Linked DNA regions of Mus musculus: region 1 is linked to region 2. The links are chromatin contacts, called in public HiCAR-type maps. All regions are on one chromosome and are shown on one strand. The core of a region is the stretch at or near the end of the contact, and the rest is flanking DNA. Distances in the headings are between cores, read along the strand shown. Region 1 overlaps Gm35048 (a long non-coding RNA gene). Region 2 has its middle 12 kb from the start of Gm34930.

Evidence for each region. HiCAR-type assays count read pairs that join an accessible place to other places.
Region 1: a contact with region 2 is called in a HiCAR-type map of fibro-adipogenic progenitors, with 4 times the contacts expected there. The contact joins two enhancer-like sites. A contact is called at or near these places in 2 of 484 Hi-C or Micro-C datasets (nephron progenitors and uterus) and 7 of 115 datasets of contacts at active chromatin or transcription factors (embryonic basal ganglia, embryonic stem cells, extraembryonic endoderm stem cells and 3 more).

The regions. Positions count from the first base shown.
Region 1 is chr1:90,518,730-90,525,316 of GRCm38.p6, forward strand. Gm35048 (a long non-coding RNA gene) reads left to right here. Exons shown (of 3, transcript XR_878394.1): 3 at 1,619-1,685. Among named protein-coding and RNA genes, the nearest start is that of Gm35048, 15 kb to the left of the region's middle. Within about 2 kb of position 3,807, at least 15 of the 459 cell types and tissues checked have an H3K27ac peak or open chromatin away from gene starts, as enhancers often do. A contact at or near this core is called in fibro-adipogenic progenitors, where this site is marked.
Region 2 is chr1:90,231,804-90,238,836 of GRCm38.p6, forward strand. No RefSeq gene overlaps it. Among named protein-coding and RNA genes, the nearest start is that of Gm34930, 12 kb to the right of the region's middle. Within about 2 kb of position 2,883, at least 70 of the 459 cell types and tissues checked have an H3K27ac peak or open chromatin away from gene starts, as enhancers often do. A contact at or near this core is called in fibro-adipogenic progenitors, where this site is marked.

The DNA.
Region 1 (6,587 bases), core at 2,557-5,056, 290 kb after region 2:
AGGGCTTCCTCTGGCTTGCAGTTTGCTCTGCTTCCACCTGGCTCCCTGCTGTAAGCCAATCAGCTAGCCTCTAAACTCAGCTCCCAGGGTGCTCTTCAGACGCACAAATTCCAGCAGTAAATAGCAAAACTGTTAGACCAGATTAAATTTGCCAAAGTGACTTCGGCCTAGCTGAGAAAAATGGACCCCCCTTGAAATGATGCTTTGTCAGCCAAGAGTAACAAAAGCCTGGCTAGAAACCCTTTTGGTTAATTATTCAACAAGCTGAACACATGCTAGGGGGACTTGGCTGAGGCCTTGCGCCCACAGAGGGTGGAGGAGATGTGAACCCCGTTTAATTTATTTTTCATTCCTGTCCTCTGCCTTTCTTTGCTAACAAAATGGTCCCGCGGGGGGAATTCCCTGGTTTTGACATTGGGAATCTGCGGGACCTGCCTGGAAGGTGACTAATGGTGAGCCGAAGAGTGTGGTCAGAGAGAGGAAAGGGAGTGGGACAGAAGGGAGATAAAGGAGGAATTATGGGAATGGGGATGAAGGGGAGGGGCCGCAAACATGGGAGGCAACCTCGTCTTCGCTTCCACTGCGTTTTTCTTGCCACAGGAAAAGGCAAGTGTGTGCTGTAAAAGACTTCTTGTTTTGGGGAGGAATTGATTCTTTGAAGAACAAAACCGCCGGTGCGACACTGGCTGAGGGTGACACACCCACTCTGTTTTTCTAGAAGGTTCTATGGCATCCCAGGAGGAATGCAAACACACCCAAACAAACATACCCACACCCTCTTCTATTTTACCCTTTGTATCTATCTTTGCTTTTGAAGAAGCCTGGTAAGTATGTCTCTTTATTCTGGAGAAAAGTGTCTGGTGGGAGATTTCTTTGCCGCTTTCTATGGACACCTGGGCCACACCCCTTAGGCCTCCTCTGTCAGCATCTGCTGGTTTAGCACTGCTCTGGGCTTTGTGTTTAGAGTGGTTCAGGCTTGGCCTTTGTGTAATCTCCACCCCCCCACCCCCACCCCAGCCCTCAGGCAGAAAGCCCATCTCACACTGGGGGTGGGGGCTGGGGGTGGGAGTTCCAGGCAGGCCACTGCTTGCTCTGCACACACCTTTATGTTCTCTCTCTCTCCTTTCCCCCTCCTCACCTCCCTCCCTCCCTCCTTCCCTCCCTCCCTCCCTCTTCTCTCTCTATCTCTTTCCAAGACTTCTTCCAAGTCTTTCTTGTGAAGAAATGCTTCTTCAGTCTGAATTTAAGGCATTTTACGACACAGTGGGCCTTTCTCCTAAATGTTACAGCATTGACTTGTCAGGAGCAGGGCAGGCCCACACACCCCTTGCTCTCTGTTAATCCTCACCCATATGGCATTAATTTAGCACTTTCACGAATCCCCGTTCTACCTCCTTCCACCAGCACTTAACAACATCCCAGTTAGCCCTCCATTCACTTACCACATCTATCCACTGGTAATGTATCCGTCCAGGCTCTTGAATACAAAGTCTGTCAATACTGAGGGATGAGAGTAGGGGTCCTGGGTTCCGAATGCTGTAGGCCTGGCCTGGTATGGTGTAAACTTCATCTCCTGGGGAGGGGAGTGAGAGGCTTAACTGGCTTTCTCTGTGCACAGGCTACCTGACCACTAGGATGAAAGAAGCCACAGGAGCAGCTGCAAAGAACACTCCTCCATCTTAGAGACAAGACAACCAAAGCTAGACAACACACCCTCGCTGTTTATTTCCATCATGGTCCCTACGGAAAGCAGGAGTGGAGGCTGATGAGAGAAAAGATGACTTTCTGTAGTTCGAGGAAGGTGAGAAGTGAGAATTCCCCACCTCCACCCCGGTAAGCTTGCCACTCCCGTGGAAAAGTTTTGCTGGGTCTCTGATCCTGTCCTAGTGGGGGAAGCAGTGTCCTGCTGCAACTCTCTCTCTCTGGAATGAAGTTTAAGAATACCTCAGTAGGCTGGGCGGGAGACCCCATGCACAAGTGGCAGTGCCGGGTCAGGACAGAGCAGGGGCCATCCACAGTGATGGGTCCCAAGAAGACTGACAAGTAAGAAGTGCTCTCATCTCCATACTGCTGAGGCTGCAGAGCTGAGAGGCTAGGTCACTCAATGGACACCGAGTGGCCAGCAGCCTGGCATTCCCCTGCTGTCTCCGCCCCAGACACAGAAATGATACACTTTTCCAAACGCCTGTGTCAAAAGCATCTCATCCTAAAGGGTCCCAAGGATCCTGGGAATACAGAAGCAGACTCTGGGCTGTAAGGAGGCCAAACCTGCTTCGGTGCTCAATTGCTCTGGGCCTTGAGTGGCCCCAAGGCTCTTCCACATAAGAAGCCTGAGTTCCCCAGCCAGAAACTGGTGTTCTATGACCCTGGGCAGTAGCTGGATGCTTAAAGCTTCATCACATGTAACTCACAGGAGGAGCTGGGGTGATGCCTCAGTTGGGATAGTGCTTCCAGGATAATTGTGAGGACCTGCTTTCCTCTGAACCATCCATGGGAAAAGCTGGGCGAGGAGGCAGTTACTTGTAATCCCAGCAGGAGGGAGGCACAGGTAGGAGGCTCCCTAGGACTCTGTGGCCAGCCAGCTTAGCTTCGTTGTTGAAGCGAGCAGGAGTCCCAGTGAGAAGCTCCGGTTCAAAATCCAAGGTAGGGTGTGGCTGACAGATGGTGCCATGGTTAAAAGTGCTGGTTGGGCAAGCTTGAGGACCTGAGCTTGAAAAAAAATGTTGATTGTGGTTACATGTGCTCTTGGAGATAAAGACAGGGGAATTTCTGGGGTTTGTTGACCTCTGGCCTATAGACACACACACACACACACACACACACACACACACACACGTACACATACATACACACACACTCACACAGGCACACACACACCCCAACAAACCAACAAAACCAATATATCCAGCTCCCAAGAAACAACACTCAAGGATGAATTCTGACTTCCACGTACATATGTGTGCACATATCCTTCCCATCCAAACATATATACACAAACATACATATAAATAAATGAATGAAGAAATATAGGAGCCAACCCTTCTGCAAGGAAATGTGTCTTTGGTGTCCACCTGCCAAAGTGTGTTCTAAACCACTGAGCTGCCTACAGGCTCAAGGGTATGACTCAGTTGTCCCATAACACGACAACCTCCATTTTACTCTCTGAGATGCCTTATAACTGAACTTTTGTAAACCCCCATGCTAGAGGTAACAGTGGTGAGTGACAGGCTTGTTCAAGCTGGATTGCCAAACCCTGCCTGTGTCTCTTACTCATGGGATTGTGGTCAGGGTGTCAATAGCCATCCAAAGGGGTAAGGGTCTTTATAATCCACCATAAGGTTCAATACTTCCATCTGCAGAAAAGCCAGGCTCAGGCCTCACCCAAGGAAGGCTTAGAAAGGGCACTTGGGCATTTTATTAAGCAGGTGTGTTTAAACTGGCTCTCCTTAAAAATATGCTTGGGCTTTTCTTTCAATAGAGAAATGTCACCCAGCTTAAAGCAGTGAAGACACACCCGACACCATTCTTTTCAGTTTTGAAAGGACTTTTCGTACAATCAGGTGGTATGTTACACAACCGAACTGCCCGTCACCTCCCTCTGGGTTTCCATGGGTGTTTGTTTCTTTTTAATTCTAGAGATGAGACATCTGTTCTCCACTCTCGCTCTGGGACAGTAGCTCTTCTCCATGACCCAAACTATCCCCAGCTGTGTCCTTTGGAACGGAGAGCATGACCCTCTCTCTGTGTGGAACACTCCGCACCCAGGAGGCATCATTCTGAACTCCATTCAGGATGGAGCCTTCCAGACCTTCATCATCTCAAAACTATGTGCAGGGCAGCAAGACTGTACTCATGACCCAGGGTGACCACGTACTCTCTCCTCCTCAGAACCTGATCTTTGGAGAAGCAGCCATGGTGCACAGAGGAAGGCGATCGCCATGGTGCCCCCAAAGCTCCAGCAGCCATGTGCTAATAATGCAAGAAGCTGAAGGAGATTGAGGGGGAGACTTGGCTCAGAGACTGGAAACAGAAATGATAAGCGAAGTGATGCTTAATTAAAAGCACATTTGTAAAAAGATCAGGCCTGGCCAAAAAAAAAAAAAAAAAAAAAAATGACAACGATAGCTAAACTTTTAAAATCAAGTCACTCTCTCCTGAGATTTCTTCCAGAGCCAGGCTGAATTCAGGACTCTGGGTTTTGTCTTCTAGGAGAGTCTGCAGATCTGGGGAGGAATGGGGGGCAGGCAGTGAGGGGGAGGTAAGCTAAGTGACAAAGTGCTAGCTCCTGGGGCGTCTGCAAAGGGCAGGGCTTCTCCAAGCATGACCCGAGATATGAAAGGCCATGGCAGGAATGAGGCAAAACTCAAACATGCCTCACCTACGTGCCAGCCACAAACCCAGGGCAGACACCGCAAACACACATGAATGGCTTCACAAGGATGGAGGTCCCGAAACAAAAACCTGAACTCCAAATCATGAATGTCCTGGGAAAATGGATCACTCTGTAAAGTGCCTGCCTTGCAAGCACAAGGACATGAGTGTAAACCTCAGAACTCACAAACTCACATACAAAGAAAAAAAAAAAGCCCTAGCCTGTGCTTATATCGATACTTGGATGCAGAGGCAGATGGATCCCTTAGACCCACCAACCAGCTTAGCCGACTCCTAGCTCAACGAGAGACCCTGTCTCAAAAAAAAAAAAAAAAAGAAAGAAAGAAAGAAAGAAAGGTGAATGATATCCAAGGAATGACACCAGAGGTACTCCTATGGATAACACACACAAGAATCTATGCACACACATGCACAGGCATATACTCACACACACATATGCACACACACAGAGACATACATACACACATGCACACATGCACTTGTACGCAGAGAAAAGCAGATTCTCAGGAGTAGTTTGAGGTGCATCTTCATCTTTGGAAAACATTAGTTTAAATCTCAGAAAACAGACCTGCAACTCACAGGAGAAATTACAGGAAGGTGCATTTTTCAACTACAAAACCTTCCAAGAACAAGGCTGTAGAACAGGAGATGGAGATGGCCTCTCTACCCTACTCCCTGGACTCCCAGCCCCTCTCCTGGAATGATTACACAGGGAGACTCAATGGTCACAGGCAGAGCTACCACATTCACATCTGCCTGTGAATGAAGACTGCTTGCAGATGTGTCCACATTGCCGTTCAGGAAATGTTTATTGGTCAGAGGCTAAGAGGACACTTGTCCCTGTGTATATTGCCACTTACTTGCCCCCTCTGTGACAGGAGAGTCCTCTACACGAAGCAGAAGCATCTCAAGTCTACACCACTCTTTGAGAGCCCTACACTTCCCAGTGGATCACTGCTAGCCAAGTATGCGGACAGCGTGCTTGCTGCTGGCGCCAAGAAGCACAATCGAGGGAGGAAGAGCGTATCTTAAATAGAAGTGGTATTTGCAGTTGGTAAAACATAGATTATTTTTGCTCTTAGAGAAATTGATTTCCTAGAAGATGATTAATTATGTCTGCAAAACAGAAAATCCATCAAAGACAAAGTGGTTTTCCTTTCAGAAAACACTAAAAAAAAATTCTCTACCATGTCATTGCATAAATATGATGTGCTATTAATAGGCATCTTGTCTCCTTATACTGGGTTCATTTTCTGGGGAAGTGGGGACTTGCTTTGAGACTAGGGAAATGTTTTGTTCTCTTCTCTGGTTCCTGGGAATCTAAGCAAAAGTTCTGCCTGTACTAACTCTAATGAAGGTCATTGTGTGGGGAAAACAAGGAAAGAGACCCCAACTTGCAGTGTGAAAGGGACTTTTTCAGTGAGTCTGTGCTACCTTCAAGGAAGGTCCAGAATCCCACTACCGTCCAACTAACCCACTTCTTATACCCTCACCCAGCAGGCCCAGGATGCCACCTTGCTCCAGCCATGACTGTGCACTGGCCCCCTCTAGGACTGAGTAAGAAAACCTTTCCAGGGGCAGCCCTGGGAGTGACTTTCATCTGGAGTGCTATAGTTACCTCCTAGCTGGGATTTCTCAATCCATCTCCCTTCCTTTCTAGAAGGTCACTCTAATCAGACAGCCAGAGTGATCCTGTAAAAACCAGTTAGATCACAGGCTGTGTGGCTCAATCCTTGCAAAAGCCTCCCATCTCAACCATAGTTGAAAACAGAGTGCTTAGCCCCACCCTAGTCAGGAACTCCTTTTCTCTCTCTGGCTGCCCCAGCCGGACTGTACTGGCTTTCTGTTTTTAGAACAACCACTGGACCATCATATCCTTGCTGGGTTCTCAAATGGGGACTTTCTCCCGTGAGGGTAGCTTCATACAGGCTCCTCTGTGTTGCAGGATTTTCCCTGTCCAATTACATTAGGGCAGAGGAGGCCCGTGATTGGACAGGGAAAAGGGAGGTGGAGCTAAGAGTTGCAGGGACAGAGAGAGTATCAGAGGAGAGGGAGAGAAGAATGGAGGCTGACATGCTGGTTGTGTGGGGTTTGAATAATTGGGATAAAGATTTTATCATTATCAATTGGCTCTGAAATTATTATATGGGCATCTTGTAAATTGTGATATTATTGATATACTGGTTGGTTAATTA
Region 2 (7,033 bases), core at 1,633-4,132:
CGACAGCCTCCGGGAAGAGCGGCTCCTCTCTAATTACCTGCAGAGAGTGAGCTAGCAAGGTTGGCCGTGGATCCAAGTATAGACAGATGTCTAAGTAGTACCAGTCATTGCAACAAAACCCATACCCTAGTGTATCTTTCCTGTGTCCTGTGAGCTACGGGGACAATGAGGAAAACTCAAGACCAACTCGGCCTGGCTTGCCCCATCCCAACCTGCACCCCCAGGGTCTGGCATGCAGCTTTTAGGAGTTAAATATTAAATATTGCTTTGAATGATTTTTTTTAACCCCCACCGAGAACAAAACCCAGAAGCCCAAATTACTTTTGTTTGTGTAGTTTGGCGTCTCACGGAGGACTTTCATCGCGTTCCTGACACAGCGTGGAAGGATGCCTGCCGAAACCATTAGGCCTGCTTCTCCGGCTGGCAGTGTTATTGATTCTTGTCAGCAGGAGCTACAGCAGGCCCGGGATGTTGCTTTAGGAAGTGAAACCTCACGTGATGTTTGGTTATTAAGAACGACTGCTGTGTTGGTCACCTGTGCTGGCTACTTCTTCCTTCTGAGGACATCACGGAAGACTACATATTCTATTTTGATAACCCTTGGACATTCAGCGAGATGGCCAAGTTCACTGATATCTTTTAAACCAAAAAGTCATTTTTCAAAAAAAAAAATCATCAAGTGATGTCAGAAGCACCACATTAAAAATGAAGACACTTCTGGGAGCATTGTCCTTAAGTGTGACAATTTTGCCAACTAGGCTTGAATAAATGGAAAGGGGGAAAAAAACCAAGAACACTAAGGGATTGTGTATGAAAACTCCACAGAGAAGTACTTGTCATCCAGGGGTGGGGGAGGTGGCTTCCCTCAGACCACAGCTGGTTGAGTTGGAGTAGACCCAGGAACCCCTGCCACAGGCCACTGGAGTTGGCACTGGCAGACATCCAGGCAGCACAGACAAAAACTTAACATGAATCCCCTTTTTTTTTTTTTTGGTCAGTCCAAGAAAAATATTATACAAGATAGTTTTCATTAATCCCATTAATATCATTAGTCTGCCCTGGCTCCCTACAGCTGGGATTTGTGATGATAAAGTTCTCTGGATTTAGGAAGCAGAGAATGAGTCTCCATCCTGGCTGTGAGTTGCACATAGTTCTCAGTCCTGGGCTGGGAATCCCATCTCACACTTTCCATTCTCATGTGTACCTGTGTGTGGTGTCCATGTGAGTCCTTTAGTGTTAGAACCCCCCCACCTTGTGTAGTGCTTCGCAAGACAATACCACCCACCCATGGGCCCCTAACTGTATACCTCTGGTAGGAATTTCACAAAAATTTGGACAGGAAGTTTTAGAGCAGCAGCTCTCCACCTATAGGTCTCGGCCCCTTTTCGGGGTTGAATGACCCTTTCGCAAGGGTCCCTGAGACCTTTGGAAAGCACAGAGATTTGCATTACTATTCTTAACAGTAGCAAAATTACAGTTATGAAGCAGCGACAAAGTGATTTTATGATTGGGGGTCAGCACAATGTGAGGAATTGTATTATAGGGTCGCAGCACTAGGAAGGCAGAGAAGCACTGCTCTAGATCAAAGGTGTCTGAAGACGATGTCAGACAGTGGAGAGAGACCTGAAGGAGACTTGAGGCCCCGAGTTAGGCACTGTCACTTGGGTCCAGGTATGTGACCTAATTCCGATTTGTTTTTTTTTGAACATGTGTGGGAACTTAGCTTCCCTTCACCAAGGGGCCTAAGAACTGATAAAGAATGATATTAGACGTGCTTAAATTTTCTTTTCCGACATGTGGCACATCAAGGAGGACCTCCACAGGAAAGCCGGGGCTTCCTAAGCCCCAAGAGAGGGCAAATGGCTTGTTACTGAGTTTAATTAGCCAACAGGCATCCTATCCTCCCCAAGGGCTTTATTTAAAATGTTGGAAGAAGGATCTGATGATATAAAACCCCATGAAAATGCTGTGCCTGCAACATCTCCAGGACGCATCTCTGTGGCTCATCTGGGAAGCTTTTAAAACACCCAGAAATGCATGAACTCTTAATAGGAACATGGAGCCGTTGAAGGGCACAGTGACCTCTACTAACTGAGCCATGGAATAGCCCGCTGAAAACAGCCAAAGCCTGAAGGGCTGAGCTTGTGCCCCAGCGTGGCTCCCAACTTTTACGAAACCGGGAGCCTTCTCTTTTGAGTCTCTATGTGCAGTGAAGAGACTATGATGATTTTGGATCCATCCTTGGCCAAGTTAAGCTTCAGGCACTATCTCTTCCCCCAAAGCACAGAGCTTCAAACTGGCCTGGATTTCCCTCCAGTCACAATGTGCATCATGTCCAAGCCGGCAGCAGAAGGTGCCTGCGGCAATTGAAATGAAAATTGACTATAGAAATCAGTTTCTATTTTCACAAAGCCCTTGTCTTGCAAAAGTGCCAATCATACTGGATTAGTGGCCACCTTACTTCAGTGATTTTAATCACATTGGTAAGATTTATTTTCTTAAATGAGGTCATAGTCTGAGGCATTAGGGACCAGGGATGGAGAGCTTAATGTATTGTTTTTGTGGGGAAGAGACGCAAGACACGCCATGAATTCCCCTCTAACAATCTATTCTATGCATGCCCTGAAGTGTAACGTCTGATCTCTTTATGATGCTCACTCACTCTGGGCACAGGGCTTATTTGGGTTACAGGAACTTTCAGGGGAAATGGGAGGTGCAGAGCCACAAGCAAATTGAAGGTTAGGCCCACAGCGTGTGGATTTGGGGAGAACATTATTCAGTCTGTCCTGGAAGCATTTGGACACTCAGGGACTGTGGAAGGAGGAAGTCAGGACAGGGCACTCTGTCACGTCTCAGCGGTGTGACTTTGACCACGTTCTTGGGCCAGTCTGGTTTGCTGAAAGGTCCTTCCATTGACCTCACAGGCCGAGTAAGGAGAAGGGAGACATAGTTTTGTGATTAGTCAGGTGCCCCGCCCATGGAAAAACATTGCCACATGCCTTGCGTCACTTTTGAATGTGAACTTAGATGACGGCAATGTGGAAATGGGGTGAAATCAGCAGAAAAACAGATTTGTTGCTGCAATAACATTTCTTTCAAGAGAACCTGGTCCCTAGAGGTGGGCCTCCTTGCTGACATTTGAATACCTCCACATTTCCAATGCACGGCGTTCTTTTTCCCTGCGTGACTAGAAGCTTAAAACATCACTCGCTAATGAACCCCAGATGGTAGATCTGGACTGCCTGGCCCATAAGCCTGTCCTGGATGCCCCTTAGCTTGCTTCAGTGATACAGTGCCTGGGCAGACAATCCTGCAACTGAACAGGAGAGAGAAACCTGGGGTTTGACCATCCTCTCCTGAAGCCCTCGTGGCTGCTGGGAGATGCCACTGACATGCTCTGGTTTTGATGCCATGGGCAAATCTAGCAGAAATGATTGATAGGCCTCTGAGAAACCAGTACCTCTGGGGCTGTGCTATATCTCTTTCCTTACTTGCTTTATACCCCGCTTTCTAGAGATACCTAAGGATGTAATGTTCCCATTCCTTACTCCTTCCTGTGAGGAAAGCTCCATGACTGGAATGCGTAATTCCATCATGTTATGATATACTTTTATGAGTTGTGCATAATAAGAGCATCTAGCCTCCTGGAAATATGGCAGAGGCTGTGCATAGAGCAGAAATCTACAGTGTCAGCATGATGATTGATGGGGATCCCAAGCAAAGGCATAGGCTCCAGGTCAGGGTCAGCGCTTTAGGACGGTCCCCTGAGGAGACCCTCCTCTGTAAAAAAGGTAGATGGTAGTAGCTTAACAGGGGTGGGGTGGGGGTGGGGGTGCAGTGCTGTGTGTGTTATATTTCTGTTGCTGTGACAAAACAGCACAAACACACGCAACTGGCATTCAAAGGAAGGGGGTTTATTTTATTGATTGATTGGTTGATTGATTGATTGATTGATTGATAGTTCCAGGCAGAGAGTCCACCATGGAAAGCTTGGCAGCACCTGGTCAGAACAGGAAGATCAGAGATTTCATGTTTCCATCCACTGGCAGATCACAGAAGATCAAACAGGAAGTGGGGAGAGGTTATGAACTATCAAAGCCCGCCCCCCAGTAACATACTTCCTTTAGCAAGGCTGTATCTTTCCACAACTCCCCACCAACATCACCACCAACTAGGGACCAAATAATGTTCAAGTACATGCGCCTATAGGGGACGTTTCTCACTCAAACCATTACAACTGTTTAGAGAAATAATGTTTTCATTGGATGGAATTAAGTGCAAACAAAAGCTGAAGCGTCGAAGCTGCCCTGGCTAAGGTGGAGGCTGGGGAAATGGACAATCCTATTGTCCCTGCCTCTACCCAAGGAGTCCCACGTCATTGCTATAAAGCAGAGTATAAAAGCGTTGAGCTGGTTTATCTTGAAGACCCAGTTATCAGCATCAACAATTGTGGTTTTTTACTCTGTCACTCAACAGCTCTCTCTTCTCATTGATACTTCTTCATGAAAAAAATCACCTGGTTAGTACTCTTCTAAAACACAGGAGAATAATAAAATTGCATTGTTCATTCATGACACATGCCGTCTTTTGCCACTGTACTGGCTAGTTTTGTGCCAACTTGACACAGCTGGAGTTATCACAGAGAAAGGAGCTTCAGTTGAGGAAATGCCTCCATGAGATCCAACTCTAAAGGCATTTTCTCAATTAGTGATCAAGGGGGAAAGGCCCCTTGTGGGTGTTGCCATCCCTGGGCTGGTAGTCTTGGGTTCTATAAGAGAGCAGGCTGAGCAAGCCAGGGGAGGCAAGCCAGTAAGGAACATCCCTCCATGGCCTCTGCATCAGCTCCTGCTTCCTGACCTGCTTGAGTTCCAGTCCTGACTTCCTTGGTGATGAACAGCAGCATGGAAGTCTAAGCCGAATAAACCCTTTCCTCCCCAAGTTGCTTCTTGGTCATGATATTTGTGCAGGAATAGAAACCCTGACTAAGACAGCCACTTTCCGGGGTCAAGCAGAGTTCATGTCCTACTGTGACCTACTTACAGAAACCTTTGTTACTCATTTTCTGTAGTGACACCAGGAGTATTTTGTAACCCAGCCACAGAATCTCTCCCCTGTTTTTGTTTTTGTTTTTTTAATTACTCAATGGGGAAATTTCAGAGGTATGGAGGGGAGGAAGCCCATGGGCTGTCCCTGCCTCTTTTAATTGCAAGACTAGACTTGGTGACTGCTAATCACCAATGTCATTCTCTCATTTGTTTGGGCCACTTTTACCTGACTCTTTCAAAGAATCCAATCGTTGCACATAGATTGGTACTACTGCCCTGCCTGTGTTGGGACAGAAATGGGGGAAATACAGTAATGGTTGAGTAAGTCAGAAACACTCTGTAACTATCTGCATAAGATCCCATTTTCAAGCTAAAGCAATGGTTCGAAGGGAGCTGTCCCTGTGTGAGAGGCTAGTCTGGGAAGCAAGTGATGAAGGACCATGGCTTGGGAGGTGGCTGATTTAGAGACACTAACATAGATATGAATATTGCATTTAGTGATCAGACCCCATGGATCAGGAATCCTAACAGTGACAATCTTAATTCACTGTTTCCCACTGTGGCTTCCCATTCCCCATTCTCTTTCAAATAGCATATGCTAATTGAATGAAACAGTAGGATTCATTATGGTGTCTTCATCCATGCATATAATATATTTTGATTATTTTCTCTCATGATCAACATTGTAGTTACTTGTCTATTGGTTTGATAAGACATCATGACCGAGGGGGCTGGTGTACAGCTTCAGAGAGCTAGAGTCCATGACCATCATGGTAGGGAGCATGAAGCAGACAGCAGGCATGGCTATGGAGCAGGTAGCTGAGAGCTTACATCTTGGTTCACAAGCATGAGTTTCTGCTGAGACTGAGACTGGGGGTGCTGTGAGCTTTTAAAACAAAACCTGTTCTAGTGACATACTTCCTCCATCAAGGCCACACCTCCTAATCCTTCCCAAACTGTTCCATCAACTGGGGATCAAATATTCAAACACATGAGCCTGTGGGGGCCATTCTCATTGCCCCACTCCAAGACCTTTCTTGGGAGTAGAGCAGGATAGGTTTTTTTTCTGGTACGATCTAGGAGGAATTAGCAAGAAGTGGCCTGTACATCACTGATGGAGGCAGACAGACGCAGAGCTTCTAGACTCTGACCCACCACAGGAGATGAACTTCTGAGAGGTAGGGTCTCACGCTTCCCCTCAGATCGGCAGCAGCTGCAGAAGTACTCTGAAACTGAAGCTCCGTGAGAATAAAGAACTGAGAGGGAAAGCAATGCCCTGGGCATAGCGAGTATCAGAGACAGCTGCTGCCAGCATGCCTCACTGGGGTAGGTGGGAAAGGCAGCCAGCATAAAATACGCCACCCAGAAGCGGGTGCTATGGAGTTCTGGAGCAGGCTTTGGGTTTGCCAAGAAAGAAACGCTCGTGGCATTGGTTCCATAAAAGCCTTGTTAAAACAATGTCAAGTTGATAGCAAGCCTGTGGCCCTGGACTTAGTTCAAACACAAGGGTGAAAGCACATGAGCATGTGGTCATACCTACCAGCGTTTGGAAAGCAACCCTTGCTAATGCTTCAGGCTTGTGATGTCAGCTCAGTGGAATTAGAGTCACCCTGCTCAGAATTATATAACTAATTACAGCCAGCTTCAGTAACAATTATTAATCAGTCCAAACACAGCCTGCTCTTTGGTGGTGGGTAGTTTATGTGGACTAATCAGGTCCAAATTAGTTTTGCTAATGATCTTGGATGGTCTATGCCCAGAGGCCAGACAAACTTCATAGGGTGTTTCTCATACCCCACGTTAGTCTTAAGGGACACAGGCTGTGCTGATAAGCTGTGAGGTCAATGTGGTGAGCTCAGAGTCCTTCACATTTAGTGTCAAGAGAGCTACTGCCAATCATTCAGTGTTACCCAATACAGAGAACGCAACAGCCGCCTTGGTTCTTGGGGACTAGCACTTGGCAAGCTTGTGATTGTGGGGTCTTCCAT